Regions from separate parts of the Mus musculus genome. Here region 1 is linked to region 2. A link is a contact called in public promoter capture Hi-C data. All regions are on one chromosome and are shown on one strand. Each heading gives the region's core, a stretch centred on a gene start, on an enhancer-like site or on the middle of the called end of the contact. The rest is flanking DNA. Distances are from core to core; before and after follow the strand shown. Region 1 holds the start of Fuz (fuzzy planar cell polarity protein). Region 2 holds the start of Dmpk (dystrophia myotonica-protein kinase).

Evidence for each region. Promoter capture Hi-C pulls out the DNA fragments that hold promoters and counts their contacts.
Region 1: a promoter capture Hi-C map of pre-B cells shows a contact between it and region 2. The contact joins the promoter of Fuz here to the promoter of Dmpk in region 2. A contact is called at or near these places in 3 of 39 promoter capture datasets (cranial neural crest, maxillary cranial neural crest and pre-B cells).

Annotation. Positions count from the first base shown.
Region 1 is chr7:44,893,214-44,898,889 of GRCm38.p6, reverse strand. Fuz (fuzzy planar cell polarity protein) reads right to left here and starts at 2,811. Exons shown (of 11, transcript NM_027376.3): 1 at 2,528-2,811; 2 at 2,222-2,343; 3 at 1,891-1,975; 4 at 1,561-1,629; 5 at 1,266-1,370; 6 at 190-387; 7 at 19-114. The coding sequence starts at 2,638.
Region 2 is chr7:19,082,091-19,087,304 of GRCm38.p6, reverse strand. Dmpk (dystrophia myotonica-protein kinase) reads right to left here and starts at 3,447. Exons shown (of 15, transcript NM_001379257.1): 1 at 3,151-3,447; 2 at 1,228-1,319; 3 at 890-973; 4 at 721-816; 5 at 264-412; 6 at 1-65. The coding sequence starts at 3,310. It overlaps Dmwd (dystrophia myotonica-containing WD repeat motif), which reads right to left. Exons shown (of 5, transcript NM_010058.2): 5 at 4,530-5,029. The coding sequence ends at 4,982. Mir3100 (microRNA 3100) reads right to left here and starts at 477; the gene lies at 413-477.

The DNA of each region.
Region 1 (5,676 bases), core at 1,562-4,061, about 26 Mb before region 2:
TGCAACAGTCCGCCTCACCTGTGGGTCCAGCTGGCCAAGGGGCGGGCGCGGCCCGCACAGCAGACACAGCTCCAGGCCACGCAGCAGCGTCAAGGTCAACAACCTGTGTGGGACCTGTAGCCGGGCACAAGATAGGGCTAAGCATGGCCCCGCCCTGCTGGAAGCCCCGCCCTGGTCCCGCCCACTCACCGTGGGGCTCCCGTGGGGCAGATACACCGGGTAGTCTCGAGCAGCTTGTGGTGGCAAGGACCCCACCAGCCAGGGGAGTAGTACAGCTTCAGGCATGCCTAGGCGCCACCAGCCCTCTGTCGCTGCCACCACTCGGCCTGATACAAGCAGGCTGACAAAGGCTGTGCCAGTGGCCTCTGCAAACCCTGAAAGGGTTTCCTGGTGAAAAGGTCAGACTAGATGTCATAGGGCAAGGAGGGACCTTCCCGGCTAGTCAGGGAGGGGAAGAGCAGCCATGAGACCAGAGACACCCTAGCACGCAAGGCTGCCAAGCTCCTGTCTCACACCCTCTCTGTGAACGAGAATACTTTAACCTTCCTGATCAGTCAGCACTCTCAATTCTCCATACACTTATTTTATCTGTTTGTTTGTTTGCTTCTTAAAATTTATTTCTCCTTCAGTTATGGGGCTGCTCCTGCCAAGTCATACTGAATTTTTGAGTCATGTGTTCACTGAGCTGCCTAGGCCGGCCTTAAACTTTGCATACTCTCCCCAGCCTCCAGAGTAGCTGGGGTGACAGGCCTGCACCAGGAGGTCCTGGGATGCCAATAGTTTTAACAACAGCATCTAAACTTGCTGAGAAGGCACAGTCCTGACCTACGGAAGCTCTGAGGTCAGGACATGCTGCCAGGAGAGGCATAACTTTAGCAAAGGAAGATTGGGCAGGCATGGTGGAGCACGCCTTTAATCCCAGCACTCAGAGGCAAAGGCTGGTGGGTGTTTGTGAGTTGTAAGTTGGAGGTCGGCCGGACTGGCCTACAGAGAGAGTCCCAAGACAGCCTGGGAGCCCTGTCTTAGAATGGGGTGAGGCGGATTTGCCTAGACAGGGTTCCCTGCAAGGCAGGAAGGCAGGGTGCTTGTGAGGCCGAAGCTGCAGGACAGGAGGCAAGCAGTCAGTGTACCCTGGTGAGAAGGTTCCAGGTAAAACTTGATTCCAGGATGATAAGAGGGAGTTAGGACAATGTCCAGAGAAAGAAAACAAAGGAAGGCTGAGCAGAACCGTGGGGACACAGTTATTTCTATAGCTGCCCCAATACCTGCATGGCAGACCCCTCTGGAGGAATGACACAGTCCACACACTGGGTCAGGTCTCCGATGAGTTCTGAGTTCCCCAGGAAGCTGTCGATGAGACAGTAGCTGGCCTGGTAGAGGAAAAGAGGCATCTAGGACCCACGTAGGCCAGATCAGCCCAGAAAAACCTGAGGCCAGCTCCAGGATTAAACAAGCTCTTCAAGAACCCATGGGCTTTCCCTATGCATAGTGGGAATTGTAGTTCCAGACAAATGGGCACGACTTAGGGATCCTAACGTCACTCACATCCCACAGCCTCACCCTCAATTCTTTCTTCAGTCTTTCTACATTCCGGATATTGGTCAGCTCCTCAAGTCCCACAATGAGAACCTAGAAGAATCACATAGGACAGCGGGGTCCTTAATAGGATCTAGTCAGAGAGGACAGTATTTGAATGGGTGTTGAGAGGAAGGCCAGGTCTGGATCCCTGTGTATGAAGGTGGAGGTCGGGCTCCTGGACTCCTAGGTATGAGGGAAGAGGGCTGAGGTCTGGATGTCTGGGTGTGAGAAAAAAATGCAGGTCTGGACTAAGGAGAAGAGGCTGGGGGTGCAGCTCTCTTGAGTTTTGGAGAAAAAAGGGCCCAGTCTCACCATGGCCCCAAACACCATGTGGAGCATTCTTTCCAGCCTCAGCTCAGAGGTGCCCTCCTCAGATGACAGAACAATGAGAGTGATACTGTGGGGAGGAAAGAAGAGAAGCAAGAATGAAGTAGAGGTCAGGCCTGGGAAACGGAGCCAAGCGCTTCAGCGTCTCTGGGCTATTCCTATGCTGCTGGCTACATTCTGCTGGGAACGCAGGGATCAGAGAGGGTGAGTAGCTTATCAAAGATTCCCACAGCCAAGTCACCACTGGCAGGACTCTGGGGTCACCTAAGCCAGGAACCACTGCCCAGATCTTGTTCCCTTGCTCCCGCCAAGGGACCTGTCATGGAAGTTCTTCCACACTACGGTTGTGTCTTCCGTTCTTGCAGAGTTCAGTTGCACATCCAGATTCTGGCCGAACATGTGGACTCCATTGAGAGAGCCGATGACAGAGAAAGGAAGCTGAAGAGTGGGGAAGCATTGAGACCTCACTGTCCCACTTTGCCGTCTCCCCACATCCCCCCAAAGTTCTTCAGGAAACCAGGCTTATTAGTCCCCTAAAGGCTCCGAGCCTCTACTCCCTGCACGGTATGCCATCCCAGCTTCCCAAACCCCTTATTTAGACGAAGGAGTCGAATGCCCCCACCTGTTGACGGGAGGGGGCGCCGCCGCTGCTACTCCGACAAAACAGGGGAACCCCGCTAGAGGCTGCGAGGCACAGCAGATGCACCGGGCTTCCCGGCCCCTCATCCCCCATCTGGAAGCCCGCACCCGACAAGTCACCCCCCTGGAGACTCTCGGTGTGGATCTAGGAGCATGCGGGTAGTGAAAGCAAGTCGGCCTGCCGTTTGGAGCCGCCAGAGGGCGAGAAGCCGGATGGCTAAATTCCTGCCTTCATCAACTCAGCCCCTCCAACAGGATTCTTTTTCCGCCCCGGCCGGAAGTCATCATGACCCTAACAAAGATGGCGACAAGTATTGCTTGCCAAGCGTTCAAGTTGTTCCTGGACAGCTTCACATCTTTTGTATAACGAGAATGAAGAATCTAGTTTGAAGATGGTGATGGTGCTAAGGTGTTGCCTACAAACCTTCATGTGTGCTGTAATTACGTGCTAATTTTTTTTTTTTAAACAACTGGTTGAGGATGGGGACAGTGCTAAGGCACTGCCTGGCAACTGCAGCGTGGCCTTTCATTCCATAGTGGGAAATACCCTGCCCCAGTCAAAGATGGCCGTATGCTCAGGCGTTGCCTAGCAACTACCATTCACAATAATTTCTGTTTCAAAACTCCGAACCGCTGTGCCACCGTCTCCCTCTCATTTTTTCAGAATGGTTTGATCCAGGCAGTGTTGCCTAGTAACCACCAAATGAGATGGTTGTTTTTGTTATTAGTGAAAGGCAGAAGAGAACCTTTTCCAAAATCATGAAAACCACGTAATTTCTGTAACGAATTAATGCCAATGATGGTGTATCGTGTCGAAAGGTAAAACACGGAAAACTTTGTTCCATGCAACAATAGAAGTTAGCACCGAGGTAGCAAGACAGATTTTCACAGATATGATCACTGTACTATCACTTCCAAAGCTTTCTTCCAAAGGATGGCTAGGAGCCAGGGAGATGGCTCAGCACATCCCAGGGCTTGCCATGAAGACCTGAGAAGCTTGTAACCCCTGGAATCTTCATGGTAGAATAGAGAGCTCACTCCACAAAGCTGGCCTCTGTACACATGCCATGGCACACGCACTGTAAGAATCAAAATTTATTTTCTAGTTTAAAATAGTATGGCTATTAAAATAGTATGGCTACAGCTTCGTGTCTTTATTTTCTACTTTCTGGGTGAGTTGCAGCCTTTAGGCCTGGTTGGCCTGGAACTCAGGGTAGCTGTTTGGCCTGGAATGGCGAATGCCAGCCACTCTCTTTTTCTTTGCTTTCCTTTCTTTCTCTTTTGCTTGTTGTTGTTTAGTGTATTTTTGAGGTGTGGTCTCATGTAGCCCATGCAGACCTGGGACTTGCCATGTGTCCTTGAAATTCCGATTCCTTTTTCAACATCTCAGTCTCCTTTCTTTCTTCCTTTCTTTTTTCTTTCTTTCTTCCTTTCTTTTTTTTTTCTAGATTTATTTATTTATTTTATATATACGAGTACACTGTAGCTGTACAGATGGTTGTGAGCCATCATGTGGTTGCTGGGATTTGAACTCAGGACCTTTGGGAGACCAGTCAATGCTCTTAACAGCTGAGTCATCTCTCCAGTCCAGTCCAGCCCCCATCTCAGCCCTTCTAATGTCTTTTTATACTCTGTTTGTTTGTTTGTTTGTTTGGTTTTTGAGACAGGGTTTCTCTGTGTAGCCCTGTCTGTCCTGGAACTCACTCTGTAGACCAGGCTGGCCTCAAACTCAGAAATCCACCTGCCTCTGCCTCAAAGGCGTGCACCACCACTGCCCGGCTATACTCAATTTTGATAAGTGCAAGGAATTGAACAATTTTTTCCACCGACAAATATTAGATTTCTCCTTCTGTATTTTAAATGATACAATAAAACAAAATAATTTTTTGAGACAAAATCGTGCTGTGTAGCCCAGGCTGGCCTTGGTCCTTATGCTCAGTTCTCCCATGTTGCATTGCTACACCCTGCTGAGTTAGCAGTTTTAGCTGCTTGATTACTGTATGTCTGAGAGCAATTGCTTTGTTTATTAAATTAAATAATTTAAAATAATTTATTTATTTATATTTCATGTGCATTGATGTCTTGCTTTAATGGGTGTCTATATGAGGGTGTTGGATACCCTGGAACTGGAGTTGAACTGCCTTGTGGTTGCTAGGACTTGAATAGCAGTCCGCTGAAAGAACAGCCAGTTCTCTTAGCTGCTATCTCTCTAGATCCTATGAAACAATATTTTAAAGTAACTTTTTTGGATGTTGTTTTTATTCTGGATTTTATTTCCTGTAGTTCCTACAGAATAATTAACAAATGTACTCTGTATATGGAAAAAACAGATTCGTAGAATAATTTTAAAATGTGTGCATGGTTGCACAGTCCCTTAAGGCCAGCCTGGCCTACTCTGATATCTCCTGCCAAATCCACAAATAAACAGATAGATAGACAGATAAATGAAACCTTAAAAATTCTATGCATGCTTTTAGTTCCAGCACTTGGCCGACAGAGACAAGAACATTTTTTGAGTTCACAGCCAACCTGTTTTACAGTGAGCTTCAGGACAGCTAGGGTTACACAGAAAAACTTTGTCTGAAAACAAAACAAAACAAAATTCAACGTGGAAAATTGTAGTTTTGGGGTTAGCATTGGGGTTAAAAAAGCTTGTTCACGCCAATGGTTGGGTGGCGTGTGCCATTAATCCCAGCACTCCAGAGGTAGGGGCAGGCAGATCTCTGAGTTCTGGGAGGCTCCACAAATTTACAGAGCAAGTTCCAGGACAGCCAAGGCTAACACAGAGAAAGCCTGCCTTGGGAGTGGAGGGTGGGGAAGAGATACCAAAAACCAAGGTCTGGGGCAATGTCTCAGTTGCTAACCTGCTTGCAAATGCAAGCAAGTGAGCCAAGTTTGGATGCCTGCCACCTACGTTTTGAAAAATCGCTTGTCTTTTTTTCTTTCTTTTTCTTTTTTTCTTATTTTGTTTTTCGAGACAGGGTTTCTCTGTGCAGCCCTGTCTGTCCTGGAACTCACTCTGTAGACTGATACTGCAACTCAGTCCCACTTGCATCTGCTCTGCACTGGAATTTAAGGCGTGCGCCATCGCGGCTTTGTATCTTTCTACATTAGTACGCTTTATTTAGTAAA
Region 2 (5,214 bases), core at 2,198-4,697:
AGCCGAAGTCTGCCAGGCGAATGTGCCCACATCGGTCCAGCAGAATGTTATCTGGTTTGATGTCCCTGTGCATAGAGAGAAGAGGGAAAGTGTGCTTTCTTGAAAACCTTCCCTCTTAGGGCCCGTCAGCTCGATCCACTTCCACCCCACCCAGGATTCTACAATTCTAGACCCCGATTCTGTCCCCAATGGGATCTGACCTTCAGGTACCCTTCCTTCCCACACAAATTCTGCTAACCCTCCAAGGGCCCCGCCACGCCCACCTGTGCACGTAGCCCAGCCGGTGCACGGAGTCTATGGCCATGACAATCTCGGCCAGGTAGAAGCGAGCCATCTCGGCGGGGATCCGCTCCCCAAACTTGCTCAGCAGCGTTAGCAGGTCCCCGCCCACGTAGTATTCCATGACCAGGTACTGGGAGCGGGTGTGTCACAGGGGTTTGGTAGCCCCCAAGACTCCCAAAGACACCCCGTTCCCAAGCACAGAGGACCCCCGCACAGTGAGAGAGCGCCCCATCCAAAGGCCAAACCAGATATCACTCCTGTCTCAAGGAAGGTCTCTCCTATACTTGAGACACAATCCTACCCCCGTCCCCCATCCCCTGTGTGTGTCCCCCCCACCCCCACCCCCCCGATCTACAGCAGCTTCTCCCTTCTCCAGCCTTCTTGACTTGGGGCGATGTAACTGTCACTCTTTCCTAGTCACCTGAACCCGGAGCTTACCAGGTAGTTCTCATCCTGGAAGGCAAAGTGCAGCTGTGTGATCCAGCGCCGGTCCCCTTTCACTAATACATCCCTTTCTTCCCGGAAGCACGACACCTGTGAGGTAGGAGAGAAGCTACAGGAGGTGAGTTGGAGAGATGAGGGCGCTGCCCTAATCCCTGGCCCTCACCTCGCCTCTCTTCAGCATGTCCCACTTATTCATAATCTTCATGGCATACACTTGGCCCGTCTGTTTCATCTTCACCACCGCTACCTAAATACGGAACCGAGATGACAGCAAGAGGTGGCAGGGAAAACCAGCAAGGCTCACCCAGACAGGACTCCACCCTTATCTCCACCCAACCTTAGCCCCGCCCTCACGTGCACACCGCCCACTGACCACAAGCTCCGCCCCCACCCCTCCAGCCTTAAATTCAAGCTCATTCATCAATTTTTAAGGCTCTGCCCCAGCTGTTATGCCCCACCCACATCAAGTAAAGTTCCATTCCCAGGCCACTGAAGACTCACCTCGCTGAACGCCCCACGCCCGATCACCTTCAAAATCTCAAAATCATCCCTCTGCAGTCGGACCTCCTTAAGCCTTGCTGCAATGGGCTCCACTGGGCGGGGGTGGGGGAAGAAGAACCAAGGGTCATCAGAACACTAGCGGTAAGGGTAGTGACTTTATAGCCTCCTTCCTTCTGCCCCTTAAATCGGCTTTAGGATTCTGCTTTCAAAACCTCTGTGATGTTTGTGGGACCCAGAACTGCCTGTTTCCACAGGGTTGCAGGGCAGAAAGGGAGGCAGTGGGAGAAGCTGGCGCATCAGGCCTTTCACTCCCATGTGATGATCAGGGTGCTAAGTCAGGTCACCCGGGGCTCTCACTTAATGTCTCGGGCCACAACCTCGAACTGGAGCTGTGTCAGCACAGCCAGCACGAAGAAGAAGTGGGGGAGGGTCACTGCCCTCCAGCATCCTGGACACTGTTGGAAGGGCTTTCTTGGTTTCCAAAGGGTGAAGGAGAGTCTTCTTATAACCAAAGCTCCAGGGTATAAGGTCCTGTGCTAGGGTGGTTCAGCCAGAGGGGAGAGCAGCTAGGTCTGAGGCTGGCGACTGGGGGTGCGGGGTGGGCAGAGGGAGGTCAGATCTCCCTTAGGGAAGTTCTAAGGCCGGGGAGTAAGGATGGAGGAGGGACGTGTGGGGAAGCGGGGAGATGGGGTCACAGAGAAGAAAGGGGTTTGGGAAAGTGGGCAGCCGGGGAAGATACAGCTAGGGCCAAGGCTGGGGGGTGGGGAGGAGGAGAGAGCCAAGGCGTTGAGCCCTTTTAAGGCAGCGGGAACCCAGGCCCCCTCCCCCGCCCAGGCCTGGCAGGGGAGGGGCCCACAGGATGCTGCTCAGGCCACAAAAGGACTGCTCCTTCCCAGAGGGTCAGACCCCCTGCCCCCACCCCAGTTCTCAGTTTACCCTGCCAGCCCAAACCCCATCCTTCAAAAGAAAGGTTGAGGGAGACACTAAAGACTGGAGAGGAGAAAAAGTCTTTCACAGGCTTAGCAGTCTAACCGATGGCCTCAACCTTTCCATCTGTGAAACGGGGGAGGAGGGGAGAATGCACTAGGGTCACACACATGGGCAGACAGCCAAGAATCAAGACCTGGACCCTTAATAATAGGCACAGAGCAACAAAACAGGTCGTTACTTGTAAGGAAGCTGGGGTAAGCTGGAGCTTTGGCTCAATGTTGGGCAGGAGCAGATAAGGCTCCAAGCTTGTCCACTAGGCCTGAGAAGACCTCTGGGGAAGGGCATTTAAGTCAGCAGAGGAATTAGAGGTCTTGAGCTAGAACCACAAAAGCAGATGAGAAGCCAGGAGGGATGACCAATCTGGCCCACAAAGGCTGGGCGGGATCAGAGTGCTAGGGATGGGCACACTCAGAAGCTGAAGTTGTTCCTTCCTCTTAATTTGGGGAACAGAAAGGGTGCTCGGTGGCGCCTGTCTGCCGGGCTGGTTCTCCCCCAGGGCCTCTGTGAGTCACAGTGCCCTCATAGCTCCTGGACACCTGTCAGGGCAGCTGGGGAGGCAGACGCCAAACACCTGCCTATGGGCCACACCCTGGCAGCTGCCCCACGCTGTCCCTCCCCACACTCTGGGAAACTGGGGAGGGCTATGAAGCCAGTTTGAGGAGCCAAGGGTCCTAAAAGAGAAAGCTGCCAGGTCCTAGTGTGGGTGCTGAGATAGCAGGAGGCTATGCCCACCCCAGCCTGCACTGGCTGAGTCATAGGTGGCCTCACTGACCCTGGTGCCTCACCAGGGGAGCTTGGGGTCAGGTCATGAGCTCTGCTTGGCTCCCTTACAAAAAGCCCTTTCCAGGCCCTCCTGCCCCTCCATAGCCCATTCTTGCCCTGTAGACCCACCTCTGCCTTGCACCCAACCCCAGGCTTCCTATCCATACTCACCCCACTGCAAGAAGTCGGCCACATACTTGTCCTGGGCTAGGTGAGAGGCACCCAGCTCCTGGTGGACGCCCAGGAGAAGGTCGAGCAGGGGCTCCAGTCCCAGGAAGCCTGGGTCCAGCACCAGCTGCTGGAGCTGCCTCAGCCGCACTTCGGCTGACATGTTGGGCAGGCAACACCATGGCCCCTCCCCGGGCCGGAGCTCGGGGTCTTCCCGTCACAGGGCCTGGCTGCCCCTGTCCAGGCCCCAGAACCCTAGCTGCATGTCTGCCCGTCCCTGACTATCCCTTGGGTCTCTCTGGCCAGTTCTATGCTTAAGGCCTCCTCCTCTTTTCTCCACCCCTTGGCCCAGCCCCCCTCCCGCCTCCCAGTTTTTAACCCCTCCTGAGCCAACACCCCAACTCCCTTCTTCCAGGGCCCCTCAAAACTCTTCAGAGCCCAATGTCAGGGGACAGAGTAATACTCCAGGGTTGCCCCCCCCCATTGACTCTACCCACCCATAAAGAGAGCACAGGGAGTTACAGGTGGGAGGTGTCAGTGCCCAGGAGAGCCAGTCTATAGACTCAGAGCTGGGAGGGGTTGGGGGAAAGGGCTGATGCCTGGGCAACAGGGGGTGAGGGGGTAGTGGGGGGGGCAAAGGCCAGGGGCAGCTTCTTCGTGACTCAGCAATGGATTCCGACTTTGGGACAGTTAAATTTAGCCCCTGTGCCTGCTGTATTACCCGCCCCCCCATTTTTTGGCAGGAGGTAGAAGGAAGATCAGGAGAGAGTTTGCTCAGCCGCCAGGGCCAGGGGTGACCTGCTGGCCCCAGCCTGGGGGAGGCAAGTGGTGGATCCAGGCCCTCCTTAAGCAAAAGAGAACCCCAAAATAGCTCCTTGGCCACAGGCCGGGGCAGCCACATTCCTGCCTGGGCTAGGATTAGAGACAGAAACATTTTAGGGGTTGAGGGCGGAGCTGCCTGGACAGCAAGCCAGGCGACAAGTTAGCTTCTTTCTAGGGTGGCCAGTTCTCTGGGGAGGAAATCATGACCTCCAGCTGGCACTAGATGGCCAGTCATAAATGGGCCAGGGGCAGCAGACTGCAAAGGCATGTTCAGAGGAGGCAGGGAGTGCAGTCAATTCCAGCATCCTCCTCTCCCCAAGGAGAGCATGCTTGGATAGTCCTGGTGTTTAAAACAAGTTTCAAACATCTCCAAGGACCTAGTAGGAAGGCCATCTCAGCCTCTTGACTTTGGGGGTCGAGACTCATCTTTCAGAGGGCTCTCTGCTCGGGGCTAGGGATGGGGAAACAGCTAAGATTGGGCTTCCTTTGGTCAGAGCACAGCTTGGAGGCCAAGTACTGCAACCCCCACCCTACCCTGCCCCAGGGAACAGAAACACTGTGCAAACAAGGACTTTAGTATAAATAAGAGGTCCAGGGGAACAAGGAGGGCCCTCAGGGCTTCCATAATTTAACACTTTCAAAATCACAGACCATAGCAAGGGGTGGAGTTTGGGCAGGAGTGGGGATGGCCCCTGCCCTGCCCTCTCACCCAGGGGTACTGTGGGCTAAGTCTCTCCCAGGAGTGAACAGTCACATGCTGGGACAGGGATATGGTTAACACTGATGTTTCAGAGAACAGGTCATTGTACTTGGCAGTGGGTGGAGGACAGGGCCAAGGCCACACAGGACACTACATCCCCATGGCTGGGCCAACCTAGGGGACCCCCAGTATGTGTGCAGCGTGGGGCTTGGAGCAGTCCTTCCATCATGATTAGTCTTGTTAATACAGTGATTCTTGAGGTCAGCGGGGAGGGTTATGGCTAGGAGGCCGGGAACATGGGACATCCACATTTCACACCACAGTGCCACTGGGGGAGCTGCCTGGTTGGGAGGAGATGCCCTGGGGAGAACAAGAGGAGAAAGGTGGATTAGACAGCACCTGGGCTTCTGCCAGAACCCGGAGAAGGAGCCACCCAAAGGCCTTGGAGCTGCTGCCCCAGCTGGGATCTGCCCCCCAGGCCTAAAGCTGCTGTCCTAGCTAGGAACAAACAGCTCGGCCGTCTCCACTGACCCAGAGTAGCACTT